Linked DNA regions of Gadus morhua: region 1 is linked to region 2. The links are chromatin contacts, called in public Hi-C maps. All regions are on one chromosome and are shown on one strand. Each heading gives the region's core, a stretch centred on a gene start, on an enhancer-like site or on the middle of the called end of the contact. The rest is flanking DNA. Distances are from core to core; before and after follow the strand shown. Region 1 holds the start of nars2 (asparaginyl-tRNA synthetase 2, mitochondrial). Region 2 holds the start of fam181b (family with sequence similarity 181 member B).

Region 1 (5,494 bases), core at 1,282-3,781, 300 kb before region 2:
TAGGTCTCTATAACACATACGGAGCAGTTCTCTTGAGTACAGGTGGGTGGATGGCTGGGTAGGGGATGGTTGGATGGACGGACAAACTGACAAACGGATGGATGGATATTCCTACCCTGACATGACCTCTAGATGCAGTTGACCAGATACGGTCAGGAAGGCAGGAACTGAGAAGAAGTTCTTGTCTGGTTCAGTTGTCTGGCCTGAGGGCTGTGGTAAACACAAACCATTCATACAAACATGAAAACAAATACATCAACTTGTTCTAATAAGATTGCTAACACACACACACACACACACACACACACACACACACACACACACACACACACACACACACACACACACACACACACACACACACACACACACACACACACACACACACACACACACACAAACAATTGAAGACTACCGAACCAGCACATTCAACTGTAGTTTTAGATGTTCCACATAAATAATTGTTTTTAATAGACAATTGGTCTCTGATTTTCAAATTTGAATGCCACTTGCCTCCACCTGGAAGAGTTCTCCTGCTCCTTCACAGTCATTGGAGGTGATCACCGGAGTGTGAATCTGGATAAAGCCTCTTTCCTGGATAGGAACCACAAGAAGGGATACATTTGGTGTTACTAACTGAGATGCTCCTCATCTAACTGACTGGAAATGATGAAGACTTTGATCACTATTTAGTGTGCCAGCTAAACAGACTGAGGACATTACTATTATACAAATTTCAACAACTAAGCTTTTGGTTGTTTGTAATATCATTATATGTCCGCCAATTTTTGGCCTCTATTGCACCCCTAACCGTCCCTGGAACGAGAGATCCATCTTCTTCGGGTCATCTCAAGGTTTCATCCCTCTAGATTTTGTATTTTTTCCTCTTGCCCTTTAGAGGGCTTGTAGGGTTAGCGCGTGTCCTAATATGTGGGCCGGTGAGGCCCATGGACACTGTAAAGGTAATTAAGGGAGCCAAGGACTGGAATCGACTTGACGGAGTTCCTCACCGTGAAGTGGGAGTGGATGGCCGCAGAGGCTGCGCTTCTTATTCTCATCATGGAGCTGAAGACGTTGGTCCTGCATCTCATGTGAGGATATTGGCGGACATAGTCAAGGCCATGTCTCTCTTTGATTTTAAACGGAAATTCCTAAAAAAAAAAAAAAAAAAAAAAAAAGAGTGAAAACTTTAGGGTCCAATGGCGATAGCACAACAAAACATTTCCAGACCATGTTACTGTGTCTTCCAACTATGTTTGCCTTACGGGAACTAAACACAGATTCTTTGAACTACATTGTATTTACCAGAGTGTCACATCCTCCAACTACATTGATTTGGTCGGCCAGCAACTCCACTGGCTGCTTCCTGCTTGGGCTTTGCTTCAGACAACCGGTGACTTCAACAGCACTCCCAAACGTAAGCAGGCTAGAAATCAACAGAAAGACAGAATTACCAGAGGACGATACCGTGAAGACACACATACACACAAACACATATAGATTAAACACACTCACGCATCATTGAGCTCAGAGCTGGCGACTATCTGCAGTGGCTGCAGACAGCTTCCATCGTTCACATGCACAAACAAGTGGTCCTTTTGAGACCTGACGGACCGAACCCAACCCTTGGAATTGAACAAAGCAACAGAGCCATTAAAAATATGGGTTGTCTCTCAGATACAATATAACAGTTAACATAACAGTGTATAACACATTATACAGTATTACATCTTCTTTCATATATATATTTACTTGTATATCAATATTTATATTGTAGTGTTTTCAAAATGTTCTGAATTCTTATGACGCAATATAATTCTCTCTATTTAGATGGGATAATGTTTTGCATTGCATGAAGCCCTATAGAAGCCTCAGTAGTATGTATCCAATGCAATGCAGAGTAATGTCAGTTCTATACAGTTACAACACGAACAGATTTTCTCTCACATCAATTGGAAATGCATACATAGGATGATAACCATAAGCATCAAATGTTCACATAAAACGCTGTACCTCTACTGTGATGTTGGATCCCACATCTGACCCTTCAAGTGCCTCTGATACTCTGAGCTTCTTTGATGACTTCTTGCAGTAATGCCGAATACTACATAAAACTGTCCTCCGAGATAAGGACACATTCAACACAACATCTACTGCTTTAATAGCGGCGTTAAACATCGAGTCTGCTAAGATTGATAGGTTGGAGGATTTTCCAATTGTGCGACAATGCTTCTTATTAAAAGTTTATTTTGTTTCATTGAGCATTACCGTTGACTTTCACGTTGTGTCCTGCTTGACAGGCACTTCCTGTTGGGGCTCGTTGCTGCGTTCAAGTCAAGTGGAACTGAAAGCGAGTTAAACACACGCAAACGGTTACAATCCAATTGTTACAGAGTGTTTAACATCAGTCTGTAAATACAAGGCTTTTCACCGTAGATTTAATAGTTTTGGGAGCAGTGTCAATGATCCAAACGGCGTTAAACTTCAACATATTTGTATTGCACATCGGTGGGAACGAACGCAGCTTATCCTGATTGGCGCGCCTCAGTCACATGCTCAGTCACAGGGGTTCGGTGCCCAACCAATGACCTGTATTTTTATTTCCTACAAAAAAGGCTTGATGGCCCAGGGAACTGTAGTTCTCTTAGTTGGAACATATTAATTCCAGACATTCCCACGAAACAAATACTGTCACTGCATAGAGTATTGCAAAACATTATGTTTACTTATTTGTCTTGAAGAGGTATTTTCGATTCATATAAATGATAACCTTTTACAAGCTGGAATGTTAATGTCCACTTAATGTTCAATTAAACATTATTAGAATAGAGATGCAATACGAATGAGTTGCTCATGGTTTTTATATTGGCTTGAATAATAAATACATTTACAAAAAAAAATGTTGATTCATCATATTGTATCCATTTGCCTAATATTATATTTTCTTGTTTCTTTGAAGTCCTCTCCAATCCTCCGGATGTTTGTGCAGACTCATCTAATGAAGTTTTATCTGGCCTAAAATAAAATATAATGTAAGCAGATTTTACGGACATTGCCATAGTTAGCCACATGGAAAAACAAATCCAGGCATGAAGCCGTGATTCATCAAACACAACGAGGCAGCGAGGTACACAGACAACAATAACAGGCCCTTGTAAACTGCCTTGCATCTTGCGTGAGTTATTTTGCTTATTTAGCTGGCAGCAGTCTAGTGGTGCATAACGCCCGGTAATCCAATAGCAGCGTCTCCCGGTGTCTTTCTAATACGCTCCTAGGAGAGGAAACAGCCTATATCAGATCACATCAACAATACAATAAAATGCCACCGAAAATTACCCACTTGGCCTTGGCTGTCAGACCGAGAGGAGGGGGTTAAGAAAGATGAGAGAGAGAGGAGGAGGAGGGAGGGAATGAGGGAGGAAGGGTGAAGTGATGGGAGGATGGAGGGAGAGAGAGAGGGAGAGGATTAAGGATGGAGAGAGGGAGAAGAGAGTGGGAGGGGGGGAGGAGAGAGGGAAGGGATGGGATTGAGGGAAGGGGATGATGGAGGAAGGAGGGAGGGTGGAAAGGAGGGGGGGAGAGAGGGATGGAGGAACGAGAGAGGGAGGGATATAGAGGCAGGATGGAGGGAGAGATGGAGGGAAGGGGATGCCCTCTCTGTCTCCCCCTTTGGCGTCCAGCGGCACTAACATGTTGTCAGTTAGTCAACAGGGTCAACACTATTAATTGCCTTCCGCGTGACTGGAGGAATTATACACGCTAAAGTGATGTGTGTGTGTGTGTGTGTGTGTGTGTGTGTGTGTGTGTGTGTGTGTGTGTGTGTGTGTGTGTGTGTGTGTGTGTGTGTGTGTGTGTGTGTGTGTGTGTGTGTGTGTGTGTGTGTGTGTGTGTGTGTGTGTCAATGAGGTTATCGTGTATGACACAATGGTCCTTGCACGTTGGCACATAGATCTAGAGGCATTTCAGTTAAGATACCACACAGGGGCAGTTGTTCTGGGTTAAATATGCACGTTGTATAAGTATTATATCAAGATAACCTCCCATTGTATTAACTTCAAGATTTTGTTGAAAATCGAACACAATCGATCCGTTTTTTGTTTGGAAATATGTCCAATATATATACCTCACCACGACACCAGGGGGCACTCTCACTCCATAACACTTTCACGTTCACTCCTGCCAAGATATATAAGGGAATAAATGTGAGCGGTTGCTACCGAGCTATTTATTCTTCTAACAGCCCGAACCTCCAGTGTTTGCGTAAATGGAAGCCGGCTTGCATTATTTCCCTTCACAATTATAGAGAATATAATGCAACGTGCCCAACGGTGCTTATCGATATGGCAGGGTGACAGACGAGATGGGATGATCCAGTACACAGTTTTCTACGGAAGGCCATTTAATCTAGAGGCAAACGTGTGGCGTTCCATTGGCCTTTGACTTTATTTGTGTGATGCGTGTTACTTCTTTTTTTTTTTGCTTTCTCTTCTCAGGGTCGACATTCGGCACATTCAGTCATCATAGCCGTCGTGCACGTGGGAACCCGGAGGCTTGTGATCGTGCATCACGTGGTCTTCATATCCCCCTCATACAGTCACAGGAGAGAGAGACAGATACAGATACCGGAGAGAGACTTTTCGAAAACATTTGTTCCTTTGTTTGGGTCTTTTAGGCCTATTTTCCCAAAATAAAACACAACCATCCTTATATCCTTGAGTAAACTCCTAAACGTGGAATCATTGAGGATGCAGATTCACTATGGAGACACATCCTCAGGTAGGGACATAGTTGGCCCTGGCTCTGATAACATCACTTATTTGCGCTTAACAAACGTGGTAAAAAAATCAATAAGTGGTTATTCAGCAAAAAAAAAAAGGGTTGTGCTTCGGACAAAAAGGGGCCCTTGTTCTAAAAAGCTGGGATCAAACACGGAGACAACTAGGCACCCTCGTGCCCTGCACTCTGCCACCTCCACATCAGCGTATCGACAGAAGTCTGCCCTGTCATTAATGGGAGCAGAATATTCTGGATTCTCACACGCATTGATTTTTTCAGCACGGCTCGTTAACGGCTGATTAGACCGTTATAGCGGTGTGATTTGGGGGGGCGCCGGTGGCATCCAATCACACATGCAGCGGTGACGGGGGAGATAGAGAGAGAGGTTTGGTGTGCACTCATCACTCAAGGTATTATGATAATTAGACCCACTGTCTCTGAACGCCGCACCTACATCAGCCTATAAAACTCTGATGACAGTGTTGTTTAACAAGTGCTGCTCTGCACATGCGCCTCAAATATGTTTGTGCAGTGGCAACACACACACGCACGCACACACGCACGCACGCACACACACACACACACACACACACACACACACACACACACACACACACACACACACACACACACACACACACACACACACACACACACACACACACACACACACACACACACACACCTCGTGGATGTTAGAGCTAACTTCCCATTGTCT
Region 2 (5,336 bases), core at 2,081-4,580:
GAGGAGGGGTGGAGGGGTGGGGGTTTCGGGGGGCACACGGCCCAAAGGGATTTAACTCTTTGCTGCCATCCGACCACCTGCAAACCAAGAAGGGATTTCTGTGATGTTCCCTGCTGGGTGAAAGACAATGGCCGCGGCAAGGGAGCGTAGAGATGTGATGCTAGGGGTTCACGTGTCCTCTGAACCAAAGCATCGAGCTTTAGGGGATATTATTGTAAAACCCTGGCTGGATAAACCCCAACGTTAAAACCCTTCAAAACCAGCTCTTCCTGAACATCCGTGTTATTTTCAACATTATTTGAAAAGCGGTTTGATAAAAAACGTAAAGTGGAGAAAAAAGGAGCTACAAAACGGAGTAAACATGCCGAGACTCCGTTTGATGAATTGGAATAAACTCACAACACTTAAAAAAAAAAGCTTATTTTCTCTATTGATTCGCCTCTGCTCAGAAAGCCCTGAAAACGGTCAACCATTAAACCTTCCCATCCAGAAACAACTCGCTCGGCCCGTCAACCAGTGCTCTGGTCTCAACTCATTAATATTCCATTAACACAGCTAAACCCCGGCCCGCGGGGCGAGCGGGCCGGGGTTGTACAGTAACAACAAGCGCTTCTTCTTCTGTGTGAAAATCTCTCAGCCCCCAACAGATGCCCCGCCGACGTTACGAAGCAGAACCCAATCCCTGTCTCGTTCTAATCTTCAAGCCAGTCCACCAAGTTTATTTCTGGTGCATTCCCAGGGCTAGTGGGAACTTCTGCCCTGGCCTGATGACTATTATGGTCTGCCTTTGACATAAAGCCCTGCAGCCTCTAAATGGCTCTCCATTCTTGCGGGGTGGTGAAAGGGGCGCTTTGTGCCAGGGATTCATTAAAGTTCACCTCACAGCTCGCAGTAAAATACCTCGCAATAATGAACAGTCCATTTAACCAGAAAGTCCCGGGCCCCGAGCGGTTCAATTAAAAGGCGGAGGAAGTTTGGAGACAATGCCCCAACATGGTTAAAGATATGTTGACCTTAAGGCGAATCAGGCCATTGTTAGACTGTTGACAGATTGTTCTAAACATGATGTTTGGGTTTTGGGTCATCTAGGCGGGTTGTGGCTATATCTTGTCCTGGTTCACGGACCAATGTCTTCATATCCGTTGTTGGATCTAAAACACATAACCACTTGTTGTAATTCCTTTTTCCTATATGAACACAAACACGCATGTTGGTGTGCATTTGATATTATCCCAGATGTGCGTGTGTCTGTTTAGTCACAACTAATTGGGGTTTGGCTTTTCAGTTTACCATCACTGATAATGATTTTATTTTCCATTCCTTTTCTTAGTTTGGCGTAAAGTAAACTTTTGCTGCTTTTATTAAAGAGTGGTGGGGTTTTTCAACTGTTTATTGTCCATCTTGAGAGAGAGAGAGAGAGAGAGAGAGAGAGAGAGAGAGAGAGAGAGAGAGAGAGAGAGAGAGAGAGAGAGAGAGAGAGAGAGAGAGAGAGAGAGAGAGAGAGAGAGAGAGAGAGAGAGAGAGAGAGAGAGAGAGAGAGAGAGAGAGAGAGACTTAACGAGTGGGTCAGTTTTGTGTGAGGGAGGGAGGGAGTTGGGAGGGGGGGTGACCATAAAAGTGTTTTCTTATGCTAATTCCAGAAGGCAACGGGATAGTGCAACAGATAGCATTGATCTAATTAGCGCTAGCTTAACACAAACCCACCCCACCTAACCCCCCACCCCCCCAAACCAGCGCCCAAATCCAGGCGCCCAGAAAGCTACAAAACACAGCCACAACAAACGGCTACAAAACAAGCTACATTTCAGTGTTTCTTAATTTCTATTCAGATAGCCACTCACCTTGTGCTACACAAAAGGTATGACGCACACATTTATGGGAACTTAGGGGGTGAAAAAACCTACTTCGTCCTTTTTACAAAGCAACAACATATTCAGAAAAAATATCAAGAACAAATATCTTTTGAGAACACACCATTGGGCCGACAGCACACAAAAGACACAGATGTAGAAAAAAACCGAAGCTGAAAAAAACTGAAGCAGAAATGTTGCGGGACGACGGCGGGTTTGTGGAGAGATTAACGGCGGCCATCGCTCAACTCATTAAATCCACTCTTTGGTTTCGCTTCAGTTTTGGCAAAGTGACATCATCACAGACATGGCAACCAGACACCCCCACCACGTCCCCGTCCCCCCCGTCACGGGGGCTTTGGCTTGTGCTCTCGATGGTCATTCACATCGCCGACGCCGGCACTCCGATCCCGGAAACAAGACGCTTTTGTTCCTCCGAGGCCGACAGAGACGCCGGAAAAACCCACATAATGAGAGCGGAGGAGAAGCCTGTGAACGGTTAGGAGCGGTGTTTAGACATGAGCCATGAGCCATGAGCCATGAACGGATCTGTTTTATTATTCCAAGTATTCCATCAAAAATGACTTCCTTACAACTCACAAAAGGAAACCACCTTGCAAAGTTAGGCTACAAATGATAAGATGTCACCTCTTTTATTAGACCGCATTGAAAGCTTAGGATTCAGAAATTCAGAAACATGGGAATTCAAATTCGTATTCGTATTAGTATTAGTGCGAGCCCCCCAGCCCGCCCGTCGTCAACGACACCGTTCGATATTGTTCCGATATTGTTCGACATTGTTAAACATGTCTGCCACGCCTTCTGGACTGAGGATTCCCTTATTCAGCCCCAAGCCCCCCCCCTAAGGCCACTCAGGACCCTCTAGGCTGGCAACACAGGCTTTAGCCTCTTCCTACGTACGAGGTGTGTGTGTGTGTGTGTGTGTGTGTGTGCGTAGGCACGCATGTGTGTGTGGTCCGTTTGTGCGTAGCGGTGCGGTGATCAGGGTCACCCGGGTGGTAACAACACATTTGATTGATGGCCGTGTCAGCGTCTCCGAAAAGGCTCGCCGAAATTAATGACCTCCCAGTCCTGAGAAGGGTTTAAAACAGGAGGGACTTTTAGTGTCCCCACGTACCTCCTCCCCCATGTTTAGTGTGTGTCGGCGTTGTGGGGACCGGGGGATGGGGGGGGGGGCAGAACTCACTCAACCATGTGACTGACAATGTGGGTTCGGAGGAGGGGTGGGGGTGAGAAGTCCGGACTTTGTGTCTCTCGGGGGGGGAGTGGAATCAATCCACATAACTCTGCCGGCGTGGGGGATCCTCCCAAGTGAAGTCATGGCGAGGAATTACGGCCGCATAAACAAGGAAATAAACGGAGCGATTGGCGCTCCTGCGAAGGGGCAGTGGAGGAGGAGGAGGAGGAGGAGGTGGTGGAGGGGTTGGTGGAGGGGGAGGAGGAGGAGGTGGGGTTGGCGGTGGTGCTTTGTCATTGTTGCCCCAACGTGTATTTTTTTTTTTTTTTTTTTTTTTTTTTTCAACCAGTCCCCCGGGATCTTTATATGACACGAACCCACGGGCCCTTTCTTTAGAAACCACACCGTTGGCATTCTCCAGCCAATTAAACAGCCCCGACTTCACGGTGAACTACAAGCGACCCCCGCTACCTCCCCCCCCCCCCCCCCCCCTCTACCTCCCCCTCCCCCCGCCGGACCCGTTCGCTCACCCAGTTGAATGCTACCCCACACCCCATGCTTCTTTCTCTGTGCCCCCCCCCCCCGTGTGTGATATTATTAATAATACCAGCAGGGGGGGGTGTGGAGGAAAGGTGGAGGTGGGGGTGGAGGAGGACCCCTCTCGCTGCTGTAAGATTCGGGTGGGGTGCCAGCAGAGTGCTCGAACACTGGAGTACAGGTTCGAGAACCCCTCCAACACACACACACACACACACACACACACACACACACACACACACACACACACACACACACACACACACACACACACACACACACACACACACACACACACACACACACACACACACACACACACACACTCCCCGCTGGGCTCTTTATTGCCTTTCCTCCCATCAGCGTTTTTTTATTAACTCACACGCAGCCAGCGGTTCCACCGAAGCGAACGCTCGCACGAGAGAAAGACATAATGTTCTCCTCAAATCAATAGTTGCCAAACCCCCTCCGTGTTATTAAAAGAGTGAGCGAGTCGAATCGCCCGCTTTGATCTTGAACGTCAGGAGAGGCAACAAGTGTCTTGATGGATGATATGGAAAATAAATTGAGCGAGATAAAAAAAAAAATGGCCGTAATCGCTTTTATTAAGAGGAACGATCTTCACAATAACGCCTGATTCATCTCCGGGCCTCCAAGACATCGTGTTGTAAAGGTTCAATCGGAATGCATGTTTATGAGTAGTACATATCTGTGGGCTTATGTTTGTTTTCAGGTGTGCAATGTTTTTAAGTGTGTTTATGGAATGTGAATCTGTGATGTAGTTTGGTTGTCACACCACGAAAACACGTTGTTTAACTTCTTAGGTTTATACAGCAGAGAGGGTCCCCTCTCTTTGAGGTAATCAAGCCATTAAAGCTCCCTGAACCCTTTAAAAGGCCCATCATCATATGGTTGAACAAATACGCGTTAAAGCCCAGCTTGAAACAGATGGCCCGTCTGTTTTAACCGCTCCTGGTGTTCACACGTTTAAAATCATTCTTTCCTGATTGAAAAACACACATTGACTAATATGTATTTATGTAAACACACAAATATAAAGACAATGTGTACTAGCTTACATATTAAAAGGGCCTCGTTTTTTTCTTTTCAGTTGCTCATTTGCCACAGGAATCAACCCAAATTTAACCGAGTATAAAAAAAAACGACACATCAAATTTAAGTTCTAACTTAAAAAACAAGATTTGGCATATTTGATACATTCTTAGGTTTCAAGGGCATTAAAAAAAGATAGAAAAGAGAAAATACCACCAATACCAAAAGACACGACTGTGAAAATAATACTGAGAAAGAATTTCACTTTCACTTTGTCATAGGCTGATTAGCACCTCGTCAGCGATGAGGAACGTCCCGTGGGTCTCCTCCCCCCCCGCGCGACCCCGGTTCAAGGGGCTCTCCGGGCCTGCCGGACCCAGGCTTTGAAGTAGTCTACCTCCAGGGCACGGGCGCCCCGCACCGCGGGGGGGTCGCGCTCGTTGTCGTAGCGCAGGTCCAAGTGGTGCGCGCCCTGCGGGATCACTATGGCAACCACGCTGTCGGAGATGTTGCGCGTCACCCCCCCGCCGGACCAGGGGTCGAGGCCACCGTTGCTAAAATTCAACAGAAGGGGGGGGGGGAAGAAAGAAAGAAAGAAAGAAAGAAAGAAAGAAAGAAAGAAAGAAAGAAAGAAAGAAAGAAAGAAAGAAAGAGAGAGAGAGAGAGAGATTATGTTCTCGCTCGCCCACTGAACGCAG

What was found. Hi-C and Micro-C count contacts between places; a contact is called where the count stands out from the background.
Region 1: a contact with region 2 is called in a Hi-C map of blood, with 7 times the contacts expected there. The contact joins the promoter of nars2 here to the promoter of fam181b in region 2. A contact is called at or near these places in 3 of 6 Hi-C or Micro-C datasets (blood, gill and heart).

Annotation. Positions count from the first base shown.
Region 1 is chr16:6,121,731-6,127,224 of gadMor3.0, reverse strand. It overlaps nars2 (asparaginyl-tRNA synthetase 2, mitochondrial), which reads right to left and starts at 2,531. Exons shown (of 14, transcript XM_030380508.1): 1 at 2,269-2,531; 2 at 1,516-1,625; 3 at 1,306-1,426; 4 at 1,011-1,151; 5 at 514-594; 6 at 116-210. The coding sequence starts at 1,091. It overlaps LOC115561481 (a long non-coding RNA gene), which reads right to left. Exons shown (of 2, transcript XR_003979922.1): 2 at 5,417-5,461.
Region 2 is chr16:5,826,941-5,832,276 of gadMor3.0, reverse strand. It overlaps fam181b (family with sequence similarity 181 member B), which reads right to left and starts at 3,330. Exons shown (of 1, transcript XM_030380791.1): 1 at 1-3,330. prcp (prolylcarboxypeptidase (angiotensinase C)) reads right to left here. Exons shown (of 9, transcript XM_030380790.1): 9 at 4,162-5,192. The coding sequence ends at 4,988.